Linked DNA regions of Dromaius novaehollandiae: region 1 is linked to region 2. The links are chromatin contacts, called in public Hi-C maps. All regions are on one chromosome and are shown on one strand. Each heading gives the region's core, a stretch centred on a gene start, on an enhancer-like site or on the middle of the called end of the contact. The rest is flanking DNA. Distances are from core to core; before and after follow the strand shown.

Evidence for each region. A called contact is a pair of places that touch in the nucleus more often than the background predicts.
Region 1: a contact with region 2 is called in a Hi-C map of liver, with 2.5 times the contacts expected there. The contact joins the promoter of ARID1B here to the enhancer-like site in region 2. A contact is called at or near these places in 2 of 4 Hi-C or Micro-C datasets (brain and liver).

The regions. Positions count from the first base shown.
Region 1 is chr3:68,788,554-68,791,253 of bDroNov1.hap1, reverse strand. ARID1B (AT-rich interaction domain 1B) reads left to right here and starts at 1,302. Exons shown (of 22, transcript XM_064509114.1): 1 at 1,302-2,700. The coding sequence starts at 1,815.
Region 2 is chr3:68,670,728-68,673,427 of bDroNov1.hap1, reverse strand. The region is part of intron 4 of ARID1B (AT-rich interaction domain 1B); the gene reads left to right. Among named protein-coding and RNA genes, the nearest start is that of ARID1B, 120 kb to the left of the region's middle. Within about 2 kb of position 1,262, at least 2 of the 2 cell types and tissues checked have open chromatin away from gene starts, as enhancers often do.

The sequences.
Region 1 (2,700 bases), core at 53-2,552, 120 kb before region 2:
GATATAAAAAAAGCCTACCTACTCATGACAGCATCTTTCTTGATATGGTGTATTTTTCTCTGTCATTATTATTGAATTCCCTATTTATCTATTTTGAAATTTGAAAGCATGGTGATCTCTAACAGAATGCATAGGACTATTCATTTAAAACAGCCTATTTCGGACCCTTGCTGTATTAAAAGCATTCATTAACGTCCCAGTTTGCTATGTGTATAGCAGAATATCTGATCTTCCAACTGCTTTTATTAGTTGAATGTAGTGTACGACTACTATCTTTTCTAATAGTAAGTTATTGGTTTTATTAAGATAGTTATAAAAAACCTGCCAAAACATTCTGAAAGACGGTACAAAAATGTAGGTCATCAGCAACAGCTTACCATTTGGAGCAAAAGTTACTTCGATTATGTGTTTTGTATTACTACGTTTTCATGAGTGCCTTGTGCATACTAGAAATTATATTGTTTGGGGAAACAGTTATGAGGCTGAAAATGTCTCTCTCTCCTTGATCAGCTCCTGTAGATCTCCAAATAAGTACCCGGAACATACTGAAAACAGCTCTATATATAAAAGCATCATCAGTGCAAACGACCATTAGAGTTTGGAGACAGCTGGACAATGTGGACAACTGCAAAGATGCTACTGCCACAGAATTTTAGCTTAAATTTTATAACCCCCCGCACACAAAGTACCAGTCTTCCGGGGCGGTGGGGTGGAGGGGGAGGTATCCTATTTTTCCATGAAACAACACACATTTTCTTGTCATCCGCGTGAAATGAAAAAGCGCTTGAGCGTTACATCCTGGGCTCAAGGGCAGAGGACTACAGTCTTTCGAAGTCTGACCGATTTATTCCTATTTATTTAGCACAGTAAATCCGGGCCCCGCCGGCGCGCGGGTTGCCCGCCGCCTGCCCGGCGAGGCAGCGGCCTGCCCGGCCCTGCTCGGCCCGGCCCGGCCGGCCCCCGAGAGCGCCCCCGGGCAGCCCCGCCGCGCCGGGCCCCGCCGGGCCGCTCGGCGCCCCAGCGCGGCCTCCTCGGGCCGGAGCCGCCGGCGGGGCCCGGCCTCGGCCCTGCGCCCCGCCGCCACCCCGACAGGAGTTTAATATTTTATTGCCTCCTCGCGGAACTCGATCCCAGAGCCGGCGCCCGGCTCCAGCCCTCGCTGCGCGCAAAACCGGCTAAAAATAAAAATCAAAGCAGGGGCGCGAAGGGGACCGCGCCCCCCTCCCTCCGGCGGGGCCGCCGGCCCTCCCCTCCCCCGCGCGGCCCGCCCGCCCGCCCGCGCGTGCCGCCACCGGGGCCGCGGCGGGGAGCGGGAGCCGGCGGCGCGCGAAGTCCAGTCCGCGTTTTGCGAGTGCGCGGGAGCGCTCGGCGCGGAGGGGGCGATGGTTGCTGGAGCTCGCTCGCTCATGCCATGCTGGGCCAGATAGGCTCAGTCAGACGTGTATTTACCCATATCCGGGTTAGAGAGGAAAAGAAAAAAAAAAAGTTTCATTTAAACCTGAACAAAAAAACTTTCAACATGAAATCACACAGCAGGAACAGGCACAGACCGTAAGGCATTCTTACCATTTCTAATCTCAATCACGGACTCGGGGAGGGAAATTTCTGTAATTTTTGTGTGTGTGGAGTGATCCGCAGGGGATACTGTTGGCTCAGTTACGTCTCTTTCCCCCAGCCGTTTCTCTTTTTGCCCCTCTCCTCTCCCTTCCTCCAACCCTATCCACTCCCCCCCCCTTTTTTTGAGGGTGGGGGTTGATTTTTTTTTTAATTATTATTACTACTACTACTAATTTATCCGGACTTGCCATGTTGCAATGATCATGGCCGCGCAAGTCGCAGCGGCTCCGGCGGGTGCGAACAACAGCAAGGGCAAAGCCCCGAGCCTGCCGGGCAGCCTGGGCCCGGAGCGGGGCCCGGGGGGGGCTGGGGCCGCCGCCGCCGCGGGGGCTCCCGGGCCGGGCCCCATGCTGGGGGTCGGAGACGGGACTCCCACCGGCGGCAGCAGCCTGAATAATGTAGATCACCATCTCCTCCACCACCACAGCGAGCCGCTGAACATGGCCAATAATGCAACTTCTGCCGCTGCCACCGGTAACAACAACAACAACAACGCCAGCGGCGGCGGCTCCTCCTCGGAGCCGGCTCTGAAGGAAGGTGGAAGCTCCTCGGCGTTATCTTCGTCGTCTTCTTCTTCTTCCTCCTCCTCCTCCAACCCGGGCTCGGCCATGGAGACGGGGCTGCTTCCCAACCACAAACTGAAAGGCGTCGGAGGCGATCACCCCGCCGCGCCGCCCCACCACCACCATGCCCACCACCCGCATCACCATGCCCACCACCACCATGCCCACCACCCGCACCACCACCACCATGCACTACAGCAGCAGCTAAATCAATTCCAGCCGCCGCCGCAGCAGCCGCCGCCTCAGCACCATCCCATGCAGAATAACAACAGCAGCCTCGGCGGCGGCAGCGGCAGCAACAACAACGGCGGTGGCGGTGGCGGCGCTGCTCAGCCCAGTGCAGACATGGAGCAGCAGCAACATGGAGGAAAAGACAGTGTTTTGGGCACTCAGGCCGAGCCCCCGCAGCAGCCGCAGCAAATGCTGAATAAAGGCGCCGACGAGGAGGAGATGCCCGGCAAAATGGGCGAGCCCATCAGCGGCCGCTACGACCACCCCGGTTTGGGACCCCTGGGCGGAC
Region 2 (2,700 bases), core at 13-2,512:
GTGCCCTATCAGCTGGGAACCTGCCTTTCTGATAGGGGTACTGTAGCTTGTAATACACATGACCTGTCCAAAAGGAGACAAAGTATCTGAATTTCTGCAAGGAGTAGGGTTAGTTTTCCTCTAAACAAGATAATAGCCAAGTTACAGATGTAATGCCATTTAGGCTATATACAGATGTGTATGTACAAAAAGAAAGCTTCAAGGTGTTGGGTTGTTCTAGGATGTCTGTTCTGCAACTCCCTCTGTCTCCTCTCTGAAAAGAGTTCATAGGGTAACCCAACTTTACTAAACAGGAAGGCAATATATTCCTTTTATCTTGGTTTAGATACAAGGCAATGATTCTGTAGGGAACATGACACCTAGAAAAAGAATTGCACTCCCTTCTGAGGACTTGGTAAAGCAGATTTAAAAAAAAATGCATCTGAGCTTGAGTTTTTGGCTTCCCAGGCAACATACTGTACTATTGCTAGACTACAAGGCCAGCTCTGTAGACCGATTTTTAAGTGGATATTTTTATCACGCTTAGTAAGAGCATATCGATGAGAAAACGGTATATATTAGCTAAGTTAATCTCTGTTTTTCTGTCTTACTATTACTGTTTATTGCTAGAATCCATAGCGTGTCAAAATTTAAAAGCGAGCTCACTCCTGCCCTGTCTCCACTGAATCAATCTTGCAATTATCGTTACTCTTTTTCATTTAAAAAATAAAATAAAAAACAACTTTTCTGTCAGAACTGCACTGAAGTTAAAGGAATATAACGTGTTGGTTCAGAAAGCTCAGCCTTTTTCATGCTGATATGGCTTCCTCGCTGGCTGCTCGGTACTTGGAGCAGTTTCTGACAAATATAGAAGTAGCAGTTACAGAGGTGGTTTAGCGAGTCCCCGGGAGCGCTCGCACCACTCTGCAGCAACTCGCATTTGAATGAGGAGAAGGATGGCATGAGCTATTTTTGCTTTTGCCCGGGAATGAAATAAAGGCAGGCAGGGCGCCGCGCTGCGCAACTTTTTTTTAATCGACTCCGCTGAGATTTCTTTCCTGTTTACTCCTCGACTGCGCCATCTCCGCCAGCCTGGTCTGACTGAGGCAAAAGTTTCCCCCAGGATGGCGAGCACCGTGGTACGGTCCACCTCATAACCTTCCTGGATATTTTTATAATTTATCATCAGCTGACACCGCCTGGGTAGCATATTCTTACCACTCCCTCTGGCTGCTGGAAGTCTGAAATTACATCTTTGTCTTTGAAGTCAGTCACACTGTTAGCGTTGCCATGGTGACAGGGTGGGTAATGGCCTCCACAGAGAGGAGATTGGTATTTAGCATTTGAACGCTGCTGTACACAAGGCCTTGGGTTTTTTTTTCTTTTCTTTCTTTTTAGAGTGGTTACTGAACTATCCTCTTTTAGAAAATGTATAAAAATTACGTTTTTACATGGTCTTACTAGATTAATAGTCATGGTTTATTTCATTTTAACTGCAAGGATAAAAGCATTATTCCATTAAATGGGTAGCTTTTTTCCCCTCCTTTGGTTTATGCATTATTAACACAAGCTTTCCTGTTTTGCTTGTAACATTTTATAGGCTTTTCAAACAGAGATTTGCTCTGTTGCTCTCTTATTTCCTGGGCCTTAACCCTTTCTTTCCTTGATCTTGTCTGCAAAACTTAGAGCGAAGCCTGGAACAGTTCTGACTGCTCCCATCTAAAACATGTAAAACCTGAAAGAGGCTCTTTTTGAAGCATTCTGCACTTTTCAAGCATTCTGCAAAGTGGTGCAGATTTTTGTCATTTAATTTAAGCAGATGCTGAAGTAAGCACATGTGAGCTTTGATGCAGCTGCGAAAGGTTCAAGTCAAGGCAGTACATTGTCTTGTGTTTTGATTTGTATGTCCATTTTTCGCTTTTCCCCTTTGCGTTTTCATCTCATTCTCTGTATCCGCAGGGTTTTATTAGCAGTCTTCAGCAGAGACGCACCTCGTGGTTGACGAACTGGGGATCAAAAAATCCAGAACAGTCTCAGGGACATGATATTAACCCCCATCACTTTCCTCTTCAACATAAGGCCAGTGAGGCATATCCAGATAGGTAGAAATATTATTATAAATACAAGCTGTAGGCTGTGTTTCACTTTTCCAGAGCTCTAAAATACAGCTTTCATTTTAGTGTCTAGTAGGAGGCATATATCCAAATGCAGTCAAGTGCTGTAGATACAGGGATTCAGTCATCCCTGCAGACACAAATAGTCTCTATAAGAACTTGGAGACTAACAAGCCACCCTAGAATTCATAATCCCTCTTCTTCTTGAATTGTGAATTTGTTATTATTGAGGACTGTTTAACTGACACCTTGAAGGCCTCAATTTGTCCTTCTGCATCTGTCGCAGATCCAACTCGCCCAAATACTTCTGCCTTGACCTCTCGGGACATCTCAGGAAAAGCACAGCTGTTTCTCAAATGTTTCTCAATTCTTGTCCTCTTATGTTGATGTTGTGTAGTGATGTTGATGTAAATGGTGTCTCTTCTGAGATGGACGTTTAGCTTCTGGAAAATGGACCGAAACTCTTAAATTTGTTTCACCTACCTAGCTGGACTGTACTTGGGTCATTGAGCTGGGAGGATGCATGTGAAGGGCTCCTGCTCTCCACCAGCTCGTCTCTGCTCTGACGGAACCTCAGAGCCTTGTGTTTTTCATGTACGCAACTGCT